Linked DNA regions of Rattus norvegicus: regions 2 and 3 are each linked to region 1. Evidence: chromatin contacts called from public Hi-C data. All regions are on one chromosome and are shown on one strand. The core of a region is the stretch at or near the end of the contact, and the rest is flanking DNA. Distances in the headings are between cores, read along the strand shown.

Region 1 (4,690 bases), core at 584-3,083:
ACATGAGTCAAAAACTTAATAAAACAATAACTTTAAATGAACATAGCTCTCTATGTACTAATTTGGAATTAAATCCAATATATATATATATATACATATATATATATATATATATATATATATATGGTAGAATAATTAAACACATAAAACAAGCAGAATTTCCGAGCAGCTATCTAATTCCCTATGCAGGAATGTAGAGCTTGCATGCTTATGTGTTCTGGTCTTTTCAGAAAAACCTTGAAATTTGGATTTTATGTGTAAACTTCTGTGTTTCAAAGATTGACAAACGTTCAAGCACAGTCTTTGTGCTTCTGCCAACAGAGGCGGTCACTTTGGGACATCATGCTGTTCTGAGGTGGCCCTGTCTCCTATAGCTGGTCCAGGGTCATCTGCTCAGGTAGTGGACCTGGGTTGGGTTTCCTGCGCCTCACGTCCTCCCTTCCTCCAGGGCCCTTGCCCTGAGATGTGTGCTCCTCGGGGACAAGGAGCAAGGGTGCCACCTGGCCATAACTGCTGCATGGGCTCCCTGCATTTGCCTACAGGAGTATCTTCTGACTGAAGTTGCAGTTGAAGTGGATACTTAACAGATTTGCCTGGTAAAGGTGAGAGGCTCCAGTTCTTTAAGATGGTCTGGACTCGGATCTGTTGCTTTTTTTTTTATCATAAACTAGATTACACTTCATTCTCTTGCCTTGTGAACTGTTTGAGGTGAAGGATTTCTGACCAAGAGAACCAGGCTGGATGCTTTCACTTAACTGCACAGAGCCCTGAGGTCTCATAAATAGTGCGGCTCACTGGGCCCATGAAGATGGGGACGGCACTTATCAAGTGGTCACTGTATTTGCTGTGTTTGATAAAAAACAATCTGCCCAATCTCTATTTATTCTTCTTTTCTTTTGATGAAGGCACAGCCCTGACTACCGCCCACAAATCTATGCAGGGAGTACGAGCCAGGCAAAAGCAACGTGTATCACTTGGAATGCTTACTCTCCTGAGAATTAATGGACTCACGTGTCCAGAGCACCCTCTTGGTAAATGCTCAACCTATTTTAAAATAAATTATGATTTAGGATTCACATGTAAACCACTAAACATCTCTTCCACTTGACAGGTTAGAAACAGAACTGCCTTTAGGGAGTGTACAGCTCTAAGTACACATCATGCGCCCTCAGCTGACACCCCGTGCTCTTTCAAACCCAGGTCAGAACCTACAACTCACTCGAGTTGGAAACCAGCCTATACACTCCTCTCTCCTCTGCTAACTATTGCCCAGAAAGGAGTTGGAGACTGGGCTGTCAAGTAGTCTGTGTTTGACTGGATGTAGAATAGGATCAGGTAGTGGGAGATGCTGTCGTCCAGAGGTGATGGGCATTTCTGGCCTGCGGGAATTCTGTGTCCTGCGATTGGACCATGCAGCCACTTGTTCCTGACCACTGTCGTCCATGTGGAGATGAGTGGAATCAGTAACTGGTCAATTTTGACAAAACTGGGGAGTGTCACAGGAGAGGAATGTCGATTTCATCAATTTCACTCCTTACTCTAAACTCCAGGAAGGTCAGTCAGTACTCAAGTAACTCCAGATTTGATTGCTTTCTCTTTCTACCCGGGGTAGCTGTCCTGGCCCCTCTGGAGATCCACTGGGTTCAGAGCTGTCTGCTCGAGGTTCATGTATGATCTTATTCTCCTGAAACGAGTGAAGAAATGTCTCTCTTGAGGAAGGAAAGTGATGTGGGTAGCATTTCCAGATCGTGGGACAATCCCAGCCTCTCCCACTCCCACCAGTGCTGGTTGGGCAATGCAGGTTTGGGCTCCAGTCCGAATTCTTACTGAAAGAGGAGTTCCACTGCTATGGCTGCATTCCTCTGGGAGGGTAGTCAATGAAAGGCCCGCTGGAGAATTTATGCTTCGCACTTAGTCAAGCTGGAAACGTGCCTATTGTTATTCAAGAGTTTCTGTAATTTTCCATTACCTGGCTGGAATCTGGAGTATGTCTTATTTGCTTTTTCAATGTTTTCTGTGATTTAATTAGGGCTTCTGGCAGTGTTGGGAGATCACGAGATTAAGGGTCTCTAACTCACTCATTTCCCTCTGAGTCAGGGAGCTATTTTATTTCAGGAACCATAAATTGCTCACCTCTGGGTGCTTTATACTGAGCCAACGCATGGCTAGAAGAGTGTGCAGTTCTGTGGTCTATACATAACTCCCAGCACAGCCAGCCACTATAGTATGCAGATTCGCCCGTTTACAGAGCATAAATTACTCAGCTGAGGTAGGGGTTGAAGAGATGTCAGGATTTCCCTAGCATTCAATGAAGGGTTCCTTCGGGTGACTTTCTAATAAGTGACTATTCACTTGATCATACACCTAAATTGGGAGCAGGCAAATCTCTCCTTTCTATAGGTATTGCTCCTCTTACCACCCATTGTGACTGTGAGGCTTAAATGAAATACTACAAAGAAATGGGGACACGGTAAGCTCACAGTTGGGTATTAATTCCCTTCTCTGCTAGACTGGGGAGCTCTTCCCTACATTTAGCTCAACTCAACCTGCCTCTTCCAGTGTTTATGATCCAGCGTTGGAGCTGACCCTGCAGACTACACATCCCCTTCAGCATGGCTGGAAATGTCTGAGACGATGCTCTGTCTCCAGAATCTCTGTCAGCCTAGCTGCCTCCAAGAAGCTGACCCTGGTGAGGCTCGCTAAAAGAACTTTCACCTTCTCGGTTACACTGTCCATCACCCTTGGTTTTCTTTAAGCCCAGAGCACAGACCGACACCATCTTACTCTTGTATGCATCTCCTTTTTGTTGACTAGGCTAGCCCTGCGTTCTTCATAACTCATTCTTTTGGGCCTAGAAGTCAGACTGGAAAGCACCCTATGATTATTGTTTATGACTGAATGAACGAGCAAACAGGCAACCAAAGTTCACTGACCGCCGCCAAATATTTCTTAGAGATTTTGTTCCGGTCGGGGTCTTTTACACAAGGAACCAAGAGGGCAGGGAAGGCTGAAGAAGCAAATAAGATGCACCATTTCCTGTTCTCTCCCACCCCCACCCCGGGACACCATGATACTGCTCAAAAGCAGGGGCTGTTAGAAATCGGCATTCGATATTTTCTAATAATTAACTGTGTAACTTTGGATACAGTCTTAACCACTGTGAGTTTTAACTTTTTCCAGAGGAAATCCAGGAACCAGGCATCCTGACCTGGTGGTACCCCGGGACTCCGCGGTCCCAGCCGGGCTCTTGCGTCGGCTTGGAGTCCTGTTTTCTAGGTTTGACCATGGCGTCTCTTTCACTAGCAGTGGATTGTATTTAAAGCCCTGAGAAACTTTCCGTTCCAGGATGCTTCTTCAGTGTAGACTCACACGTCCCAAAGGTATTCTTGACCTTGGGGTCTCTAAAGCCCAGAAATCTGTGGGTGTAACATGCTCGGAGGAGATTACCAGGCAGAAGTTCTGTGCGATTGCCTTTGAATTAGAGGATTTCTCTCTCCAGTTCAAGCAGCTCCCACAGCAGAGCCCTGCTAAACCAAGGCTAAGATGGTTACAGGTTCCACAGCATGAGGGCTCCGTTCCTGTCCACTATTCCAGCCACCTCTTGTGGCCTTTCTTACGCCATGCAGCTTCCAGTGACTGTGACAAATTCCAGAGCGTCAACTCCGCAGTCTTTCAGCGTCAAGGTACTTGTAAATTGAATTATGGGTCCCAGAGTTCGCAGGTATGTCTGCCATCTTGCAAAGCTCGCCCAGCTGCTCAAAGTCCTAAGGCAGGCTCTCATTTCACTCAGCTACTGAAATTACTTCAGACAGGTTTATAAGTTGTTTTACTGTCTGGGAAAGTTTTTCTTTCTTTTTCTTTCCTTTCTCTCCTCTTTCCCCCCCCTCCCCTCCTTCACAAATCAGAGGAGGACTTTTTGAGCACAGTACACAGATGCCACCTTCTGGAAAGAAATGGAAGTTTTTTGTGGGACCAGGAGCCCTTTTTTTTTTTGAATGAACACATTCCATTGATGTTGAGAGCTATTAAGGACCGGTGATTGTTATTTCCGGTTATTTTGATGTTACTGGTTGTGTGTGTGTGTGTGTGTGTGTGTGTGTGTGTGTGTGTGTGTGTGTGTGTGATTTTGGCTGGCATGAAATTACTCATTTCCTGAGTTCCCTTGGTGTTTTTATCCTTCTTGTGTTGGAGTTTTCCTAACTCTTTAGACTAAATCACTGTAAGCAGGAGAGGGGGAAGGATAAGGGACAGTGCTGGGATATTATTATGATGAACTGTATATGTGTGTGAAAACGAATCATCAAAAATTGAAAGAAAAAGAATGTTTTTCCAGTTTTTTTTAAAAACAAAATAGTGTTTCAGTCCAGTTTTAGGTTTAGAGAAATATTAAGTGAAATTTTATACAGAGATTTGCCACATCTTCCTGCCTTACACACACAACCTCCCACACTATCCACATCCTTTCCAGGGATGCTACATTCACTACAGCTTTCTAAGTCCATAGTGTACACTTCAGTATCCCCCTTGTACTGTCTTCGGGTGGTATGTTGAGTGTATATTGATTGACATGTAAACAGCATTATGATGTCATGTAGACTAGTTTTGGTGGAGGAAAACCCCTCTGTGCTCTGCCTGTTCATGCCTCTCTCCTTCCTTACCCCTGGTAACAATCCATCACCTGACTATCTCC
Region 2 (4,690 bases), core at 1,201-3,700, 230 kb before region 1:
TGGTGGTTCGGAGGCGGTCCCTGTAGGTGAGGCAGGCAGGAAGGAAAAGAGAGGGTCCCATGAAAAACAACAGATCCCAGCATCTATCGCCAATTGGCTGGAGAGGGCTTTAGAAGCATCTTTTAAGTTCTGGGTAGTGTATCCCTCCAATGAACCAATTTCATACTTGAACACCTAACACCTACAACTAATTACAAGTAGGTGATTAGTTTCCAGTTATTTAGTCTGGCTATACACAGAAGGTGAACAGTGAGGACTGACCTGTCCGTCTGTCTGTCTGTCTCCCCCCGCCACAGGGGAGTGTGTGTGTGCACGCATTCACATGCGTGGAAGCCAGCAGTGTGGTCTTTAGTTTTTGAAATAAGATGTCTCACTAAACTTGGTTAGTGATTTAGCAAGATTGGCTTGCTAGCCATTCCCAAAGGTCCTCTTGTTGGGACTCCAGGCCTCATACGCACAGCAAGCACTCCTACCAACCAAGTCATTTCCCCAGTCCTCTTTCCTGGGCTTATTTAGCCTCTTCTCTTTCTCTCATTCACTTTCCATTGAATAATGGTTCTCCAAGTACGGTACAGAGTCTCCTTGGAGAAGTGTCCTGGGAGAGAAACCATGGTTATCCTAATACTATGGTCTTGCTTGTTTCCTTTACTCTTATTTTCTCAGGAAATCCTGGTATTGCATAGACTCCATGACATTACATCATAGCATACTGGATGCAGGGGGAGCTGGGGTAGTAGCTCTCTGATGTTAACCAAGACGTTTTGGAGGCTCACAAAATGTAATCCAAAGGCATTCTTTTACTAACCTTTTTGTTTAGAAGTGATTATTCTTCAAAAAATTGTTATTTATGTCATATATAATGAATCATTATCCTAACTTTTTAAAAAAAAAAGAAAAAGAAAATGTTAGGCATTGTGAAACACCCCTTTAGTCCCAGCACTTTGGAGGCAGAGGCAGGCAGATCTCTGTGAATTAGAGGCTAGCATGGTCTACAGAGTGAGTTCAAGGACAGCCAAGACTATGCCAGGACTACACACAGAGACACTAAGAAGCCAACAAGAAAAAAAGTTTTTATATGTTGCCCATTTCAATCAATTTTAGGTATAAAGATAAACTATCTTGAGAGTAGAAGCTTGTATTCTGCCAAAGTACTTTTTGGTTTTTTGTTTGTTTGTTTGTTTGTTTGTTTGTTTTTTTGTTTGTTTTTTTTTGTTGAGTCAAGTTTTCATTTGGCTCAGGCTGCCTTTGAACTCATTATGTGGTGGAAGAGGATAGCCTTGAACTCTATTTCTCAGGAGCTGAGATTGCAGGATTGAACAGTCTTCCCTCCTCCCTCTCAGTTTATGTGGTGCTGGGGAAGGAACCAGAGCCTCATGAACTTAGGCAAACACTCTAGCAACTGAACTACATCCCCAGCCCCAAAGCGTTTGTGCCAGTTGATGCCTCGGAGGAGTCAGACCACAGGCTAAGTTCTTACCTGTCACTGAATTTAATCCCCTGAGTGTCAGCAGGGGCAGAGAACAAGGGCATTTCCACTTTTAGGGAGGTGGAAACTGGGGTGGTTAGGTAGGTGACTACTGTCACAGGCTCAGAGCTGATCCTAGTGACCTGGATAGGCTCTGTCCCCTAGCCTTGGTGCACACCATTGCACTCTTCCCAGCTCTAGTGACATCTTCATAGGTGGACTCCGGCATCCAATGCTTTCCCCGAGGTCCTCTCCTAGAGCATCCCTTAAACTATTTTTTTCCCCAGTAGAAGGGATTTATGAGAGACAAGGGACAGACAATGTCCCTGGAAGGGTGAGGAAAGGCGGCTTGAAGACAGGCCCTACGTGGTGGGGTCTGAGGAGGTAGAGGGTTCATTTCTTGGGATTTTCCTCGGGGCCCCAAATCAATTTCACTTGATAATAAGAGCTCGCTTCCCACTGTCTGCACAGCCATCCCTCACCTCATGAGTCTCAGACATAGACATCTGCCTTGCATTATCTCACTGTAATGGGAAGCAAGGGAGGAAGGGCCTGAGCTGGCACGTGGGGTCTGCGGCTCCAGCCGCTGAGGGGATGTGTTGCGCAACCCGGAGAGAGCCTGGCTGACTTATGTCAGCTTTGCAGACAGTGAGTGGCTTTATGGAGGAGGAGGGAGAGCAGCCAGATGTGCCCCACCCGCTGGCTGAGAGAGGAGGGAGTTAGGCTGGGACTGTAGGTGAGGACTGGGGTCCGGTGGTGAGGATGATTCCGTTATAAGCCAGTGTGTCTTCCCCTCGGTTCTTCTCCAAGCCCACGAGGCTGTTATCATTCTAGAACTGTGGGGGTGCCAGAGGGGGATGGGTCTGCGGGTGGGATCTGTGTGTCAGCACACAGTCCCCCAAATACTCACAGAAACCAGTCCACTGCAATGATGAGTGTGATGTCATCCGTGGGCAGGCCCACAGATGTCAGCACGATGACCATGGTGACTAGACCGGCCTGAGGAATGCCAGCTGCCCCAATGCTTGCGGCTGTGGCTGTGATACTGTTGACAGAAGGACAAAATGGAAAAGTTTACAGATGTCTCCTAGTGGAGAGTACCTTGTAAGACTCGTGTTCCCCTGCTTGAGTGGAGGACCTGCCTCAGAAGAATGGAAATATATGTATACGTATATGTACATGTATATGTATACACACACATACACATACAAACACATATATACATATATACATGTGTATATATATACATATATATATGTATATATATATATATACACACACACATACACACAGACAAACAATTCTGGCTGGAGAGATGGCTCAGAGGTTAAGAGCACTGGCTGCTTGTCCAGACATCCTGAGTTCAATTCTCAGCAACCACATGGTGGCTCACAACCATCTGTAATGAGATCTGATGTCCTCTTCTGGTGTGTCTGAAGACAGCTACAGTATAGTCATATACATAAAAGAAATAAATCTTTAAAAAAAAAACCCAAAAAGCCAAACAATTCACTTAGTTACCTGTCAGACTAATCAAATTTGAGCATGCATATTTTATTATGTATCAGCTAATATACATGCTTTGCCTTGCTTGATTGTCACAATGGTGTTGTGGCCCACAGTGAAGTGGGCTTTATTTTGTGACCATTTTTTAAGTGAAGAAACTGGGGGCTACATTCTTTTCTAGGTCCTCAAAATCAGTTTGTAAGGTGTAATGAGCGCCAGAAGGGGGTGGGGGACTCTGTGGTAGAGCATTTGCCTAACACTCGTGAGGCCCTAGATTCACCGCAGCACCTCAATGGAGGTGACCTTGAGGTTTAAAGGGCCGTAGAGTTATAGTGACAACTTATTTCTAATAATCACCTTATTCAAGAGTCTGAATTTCTATGATTGATGTGGCCACAAAATTAAGTTTATCAATTCAAATGCAAATGATTTATGAGCAAAACCCTGTAGTGTTATAATTGTGTGTGTGTGTGTGTGTGTGTGTGTGTGTGTGTGTGTGTGTGGCCAGTATGGACCCAGTCTGAAGGTAGACGGGTACTCTGGAAGTACTTCCGGGATTCTATTACTGTGGGTGCATAGAGGAATATTCTTATTCTTAGGAGATGCTGAATGGTGTAAGTGAAATATGACAGGAATATGAAGGGAAGAAGAAATGGAAAGAGGGAGGGGAAGGGGGAAGGGAGAGACAGAGGAAGACTGAAGGAGGGAGTGAGAGAGGGAGAGCACAAAAATGGCCGAATATAGGGTTGGGGATTTAGCTCAGTGGTAGAGTGCTTGCCTAGCAAGTGCAAGGCCCTGGGTTCGGTCCCCAGCTCCGAAAAAAAAAAGAAAAAAATGGCCGAATACTAATTTCTAGATCTCAGTAGAGGATATTGTAATATTGTTTTAATATTTCTATGGATAAGGTAACTTCCCTGATAAAGAGCTACAAAAACCAAAAGCCTTACTTCTAATATTGTTACTATTAGCCAAACCAAGCCCATAGCAACTGAGGGCACAGATGGTCTGAACAGGAGTGAGTCCTAAAGTCTCCTGTTGGTTGCCTTGGTCTTTCTGGATGATTCCCCATAAACTGAGTTCTCAGCCTTGCTTGTATGATCTGTTATCTACCTTATATTGTCTGAAAATTAACCCAAGAGAGTAAGTTTATCTAGTTTTCAAGTGTACTTTCACTTTTCAATATTTCCTATAAACATAGTTGAATATTTTCAAAACTGCGGTTTAACTTAATGTTGTTAAAATGGAATTATCTGCACCATATATTTTGTGTATATATATATATATATATATATCTTTTAAATGGGCTAGATATATTTGTAAGTTCTGATTTGATAAACAAACTAATCAAAGAGCATGCGGTGTGTGTGGTATGGTTAATTACTAATTAGTGCATACATACTCTTTCATTGGCAAAGGTCTTTGGGAATCAAAGACTCAGAGTGATATGATAACAGATAATAAATCATACTTTCCAAGTCTTTCACTTCTGTATTATTTGAATGAATATTCACACCCCAAGTTAAAAAGCTGAGAAATACAACTGTTCCCTCCAACTCCAACCTCCTATTTATGTGGGATCCCTTCCTAATCAACGTCTTCACCACAATCTCGATCTCATCTGTTAAAAACCATTCTGAAGGAAATGATGAATAGAAATCTCCCCCTTGTACCTTATTGTTATAATCTGTCCAAAATTCAGGTCAAAGTTGTTAACTTGAG
Region 3 (4,690 bases), core at 1,189-3,688, 200 kb before region 1:
TTCCACAGTCAGTCATGGCTGAGTCTAGTCTAGAGCTAGTCTGGTAGCCCCTACGTTTATCTTCTTAAAAATCAATCAAGGATTACCAAAAATAAGCCATGGTGGCCCGCACGTTCTCTGTACCTCTCATTGGGCCCCAGTTCAACTTTGATGATGTAAACATCTTGTTTGCAGATGAGGGAGATGAAGGGGTTGGAGGCCAAGGTTAGCAGGAGATGAAGGGGTTGGAGGCCAAGGTTAGCAGCGCCCAGAAGAGCTGGGTAGCGAGTGAATGGATGGCCTCAGCCAGGCAGTGACTACTGCCCAACACTCGGAGCACAAACGCAGTACGGGATAGAAAGGAAGGAAGCATGAATGCGCACACATTGTTGCTGTCACAACTATTTACTACGCATGCTCGATGAGAGCCCAGAGCTATGTAAGGTTGGACAGGGAAGTCAAGGAAATGCTGTGGGTCACGACGCCAAGAGGCACATCAACCGCCATGGAAAGTTGCAGTACTTTGTAAAGTGTCTCTCGGATGCTGTGGGTTAAAGGAGTATAAAGGCCAAGTATTTTAAATTGGGAGGCGGAAGAAGGATCAATGGGGTGTTAATGAGTGAGCAATCAGATCACAGACAGTCAGATGAGCCGTAGGTGTTGTTTTGAGGCATAGGAACTTTCTCATTGGCACAGACAAGCCACACTGCATTTTCTGTGGACCTGAACAATGTGGGTTGTGCTTCTCAGAAGCTCCAGGAGGGACCTCAAAGTCCCTCTAGAGCAGATGCTGCATCTTCTGAGGTTAAGTGGATGAAGAAGAAGGCATTAACATTCTCCGTATTCTTAACTAAGCCCCCTTGGCTCATGTGAGATGCATGGATTGAGTGCTTACTGCGTGCTAGCTCTAGGGGCCATAAACAGAAACAACACAGTGTGTGCTCTCAAAGCTTGATCACTCAGGTGAATGCAGCAGCCTTGCCAGATCTGTCTCACAGGATGTGAGGTTGAGAAAGGCTTCTGCATATGGTTGGAGAAGAGAGGGGACCCAGAGGAGGGGACTTGAAGCTAATAAGGTATAAGTTAGTTTTGTGGCAGCACTCCTGTGGTCCACTGGGGAAGCTTATCTCAAGAGAAGGAGTGTTAAATCCCTTTAATGAGCCAAGTCAGATCAGTGCACGTGTGTTTACAGACAGACTTGACTAGGAGTCAAGGATTTAGTGATCGTCTTGTCAGAATCAATGAATAGGTTAGAACTGGTGTGAAGAGAAATAGCAGTTAATTTTTTTTTTTTTTGAACACAGGAACATGGGAGCACAGGAAAATCGTAAAGGCCATTGAAATGTTAAACAAGACATGAAATAACCTGATTTTGGGGGGCTAGCATCTCTTACAACCTCTAGCATTTGTTCACCTCTAGTATGAGCCATCTCCTAGGGGAAGGGCATGGATCAATGCAAAGCAGCCACAGAGGAGTGTGCTGCTGGGGGAAGCTGCTCCCTTACTGCAAACATATTTACAAAAGGGCTTGTTGGGGGAGACCGTTCCTGAGCACGCATGGTCAGTCAGGATCAAGAGCTGTGCGGAAACTTGAGGAGGCCATCTTAGAAAATGAATTAAGAGGCCAATGAGATTTCAACCTGTGTTCTCACACAGCTTTTCAAAGCTGCCCCCCTGCTCTCCAGCAGGCGCTACTTAGGCAGTTTTCTGCGATTTAACCCAAAGCATTTCCCAGAGCTTAGAGCAACCATAATAATTTCTTCAGGCCAACGTTTGGAGGTATTAACTTTATTCTGGGGTCTGGAAAAGGAGTGTGCGTTAAGTCCCTGATAAAACCTCCTTGTGCTCTCCCACTCTACGGTGACTTGGGAAGAAGCCATGCATGGTACAGCGATGTTACCGACACGTAGCTAGATCCGGTTACTTCCTTTTTCACTGGACATTCAGGCCCAGTTCTTGCTCTTGGGGAACTATGGGAATTCTCCGGAGGCCTACAGAAGATTTGAATCTAGTGCTTTGTGTCTGTAACTGTATACCTGCTACTGGTGCACAGGATGAAAAGGGCTCACTAATCACACGTTGTTCTATTTTTAAGCAATTGTGCTCAGCTCTGGGAGAGGGAAAGATGACCTTTCTCCCCTTGAAACTTCCTGAGAGCTGGCTACTATGCTGTAGTGTAAATGTAGCTCCTGAGCTTTGAGGACATGCAGTCCTAGGTATTGAGGTTGACTAAATGGTGGTGGTGGTGATGGGGAAAGCGTGTACACTCATGTGCGTGCGTGCCCACTCTAGTTGGAGTTGCGATGCCAAAATCTATCTTTCTTCACATCCAGAAATGCCTGTCAGAGAGGCGAACTCACTGGCAAGCGGAAAACTTCCATGTCAAGCCTACTGTTTTCACAGCAGGCCGACACACTCATGTATCCTAGGGCGGATTGCGTGCCATGGCTTTAAGCAGACATTCCACCAATATTAGCTAAAAGATTGAGTCAGTGAATCTTTTCAGGAAAGCACTACAAAGCTCTCTGCCTGTTGGACGAGAGGGAGGGAAGAAGGGAGGAGGAACTGGGAGGGAGAGAGGGAGGAAGGGAGGGAGGAGGAACGGGGAGGGAGGGAGGGAGGGAAAAAGGGAGGGTAGAAGGAAGGAAATTCAATTGCATAAATTGGCAGTATGACATAAAATCTCTTAAGTTAAAGCGCTCCTCTCTCTCTCTCTCTCTCTCTCTCTCTCTCTCTCTCTCTCTCTCTCTCTCTCTCTCTCCTCCCTCCCTCTCTCTCTCCTGGTCTAAGAGTGCTCAAGGAAGCAGTATCAGACCTGGAAACATTAATACCTTCTCCTCCTCCCAAAAACACCTCTGCAAACCGCTACACAGTATAGAATGCTTTTGAAAGTGAAAGTGGAGACATTCACAGCTACAAGATAACTTAAGACTGTCAAGAATCTCAAAAAGCTACAGTTGCCAGTCCTTAGGGGTGGGATTATTGAACACAGCGGTTTTTGCATTCAGGTCACAGTTGGCTAGGAGAGGGAAGACAGTGGGACCACCTAACTGCAATGCAAAAGTGGGAGGGGGTTCCTGGAGCCTGCGACTTACCAGGTAAGACGGGAGAGTGAGGAGGGATGTCAGGTGAAGAATCTAGGAAGAGTTCAGGTAGGCACATTGACAGGAGCGCAGGGAGGAGCTGGATAAGGGGACTGAGATAGAAAGATGCAGACAGGATCCATACCAAAGGCATTTGGAAGTTTGGATTTCATTCCAAAAGCAATGTATGGAGGAAGTGCAGAGCTGAGCTTTGGAAAGATCATCCTGACTTCATGTAACAGACAAAAAGTCAGCAGGAAAAGAGACAGACCCTGGAAAGGGGCTGGGAGATCAGGCAGACCAGAAAGAAAGGCCATTGGAGATGAGGATCAATATGGTGCTTCCTGGACGAGGGTGCAGGAGGTGGCCACAGTCAGAAGCGAACAAAGGAGGTAGTCTCAGCCAGCATGGCCAATGGAGGAGTAACCCAATGATGGACCAACTTCCATCCATACAGTTTCTGTATTTCCTTTGATCCCAGCTGCTGCTGCTGCTGCTTCTGCGTCTTCTTCTTCTTCTTCTTCTTCTTCTTCTTCTTCTTCTTCTTCTTCTTCTTCTTCTTCTTCTTCTTCTTCTTCTTCTTCTTCTTCTCCTTCTTCTTCTTCTCCTCCTCCTCCTCCCCCTCCCCTCCTCCCCTCCTCCTCCTCTCCTCCTCCTCCTCTTTTTTTCTCCTTCTCCTCCTCCTCTCCTCCTCCTCTTTTTTCTCCTTCTCCTTCTCTTCCTCCTCCTCCTCCTCCCCCTCCCCTCCTCCCCTCCTCCTCCTCCTCCTCTTTTTTTCTCCTTCTCCTCCTCCTCTCCTCCTCCTCTTTTTTCTCCTTCTCCTTCTCTTCCTCCTCCTCCTCCTCCTCTTCCCCCTCCTCCTCTCCTCCTCCTCTTCTTTTTCTCCTTCTCCTTCTCCTCCTCCTCTTCCTCCTTCTCCTGCTCTTCCTCCTTCTCCTTTTCCCTTTTCTTCTAAAAAACTTTTCTATAGTTCTCTTCTTTTTTCAAAATCTAAAATAGGTGACTTCTACATGTTTGTGTTCTTTTTTAAAAAAAAACATGCATACACACAGGAGAGAGAGAAAGAGAGAGAGTGGGAGGGGGGAGAGACTGATGTGGGCATGGTGGCTCATGCCCAGGCACTCAGGAAGCAGAGATTAATGAATCTGAGGCCAGCCTGGTCTACACAGTAAGTTTCAGACCAGCTAGAGCTACACAGTAAGGCCCTCTTTAATAAATACCAATGCTCCTGAAACTTCTAAGTACATTTAAACGATTTGGGAAGGAACATTCTGAAGCTCATTACTCTCTGAGAGCTCTACTTGGAGAGGCAGATCTCATCCAAGGGCTGAGAAGAAATGTGTTATGGGGATATTAGAGTAACTTTCAGAGTCCTTAAGACCTAAGTTTGCATAGTTTGTCCTGCTTCTTCCATATCAACAGACAGAACAGGACCAGTGATTGCACTGATCCCAGTAACTGAGAAAAGGAAGGGTGGCCTGTCCTATCCTGTCAGTGCCTGGGGACTGACACATCTTTGAGATATATTGATACGGAATTTTCTTTAGGGCATTTTCTCAGAGTGGACTATAACCTGTCCTTTCAACATCACTGGAGGTTGTTTTAGAACAAATCTGTTGGAATGAAGA

The links. A called contact is a pair of places that touch in the nucleus more often than the background predicts.
Region 2: a Hi-C map of the A7r5 cell line shows a contact between it and region 1, with 8 times the contacts expected there. The contact joins two enhancer-like sites. A contact is called at or near these places in 11 of 12 Hi-C or Micro-C datasets (the A7r5 cell line, the Rat2 cell line, Schwann cells and 7 more) and 1 of 1 datasets of contacts at active chromatin or transcription factors (oligodendrocytes).
Region 3: a contact with region 1 is called in a Hi-C map of the A7r5 cell line, with 4 times the contacts expected there. The contact joins two enhancer-like sites. A contact is called at or near these places in 1 of 12 Hi-C or Micro-C datasets (the A7r5 cell line) and 1 of 1 datasets of contacts at active chromatin or transcription factors (oligodendrocytes).

Annotation. Positions count from the first base shown.
Region 1 is chr2:59,718,783-59,723,472 of GRCr8, forward strand. No RefSeq gene overlaps it. Among named protein-coding and RNA genes, the nearest start is that of Ranbp3l, 64 kb to the right of the region's middle. Within about 2 kb of position 1,834, at least 7 of the 93 cell types and tissues checked have an H3K27ac peak or open chromatin away from gene starts, as enhancers often do. A contact at or near this core is called in the A7r5 cell line, where this site is marked.
Region 2 is chr2:59,484,916-59,489,605 of GRCr8, forward strand. It overlaps Slc1a3 (solute carrier family 1 member 3), which reads right to left. Exons shown (of 10, transcript NM_019225.2): 8 at 4,642-4,690; 9 at 2,376-2,510; 10 at 1-20. Among named protein-coding and RNA genes, the nearest start is that of Slc1a3, 71 kb to the right of the region's middle. Within about 2 kb of position 2,451, at least 19 of the 93 cell types and tissues checked have an H3K27ac peak or open chromatin away from gene starts, as enhancers often do. A contact at or near this core is called in the A7r5 cell line, where this site is marked.
Region 3 is chr2:59,514,088-59,518,777 of GRCr8, forward strand. The region is part of intron 3 of Slc1a3 (solute carrier family 1 member 3); the gene reads right to left. Among named protein-coding and RNA genes, the nearest start is that of Slc1a3, 41 kb to the right of the region's middle. Within about 2 kb of position 2,439, at least 14 of the 93 cell types and tissues checked have an H3K27ac peak or open chromatin away from gene starts, as enhancers often do. A contact at or near this core is called in the A7r5 cell line, where this site is marked.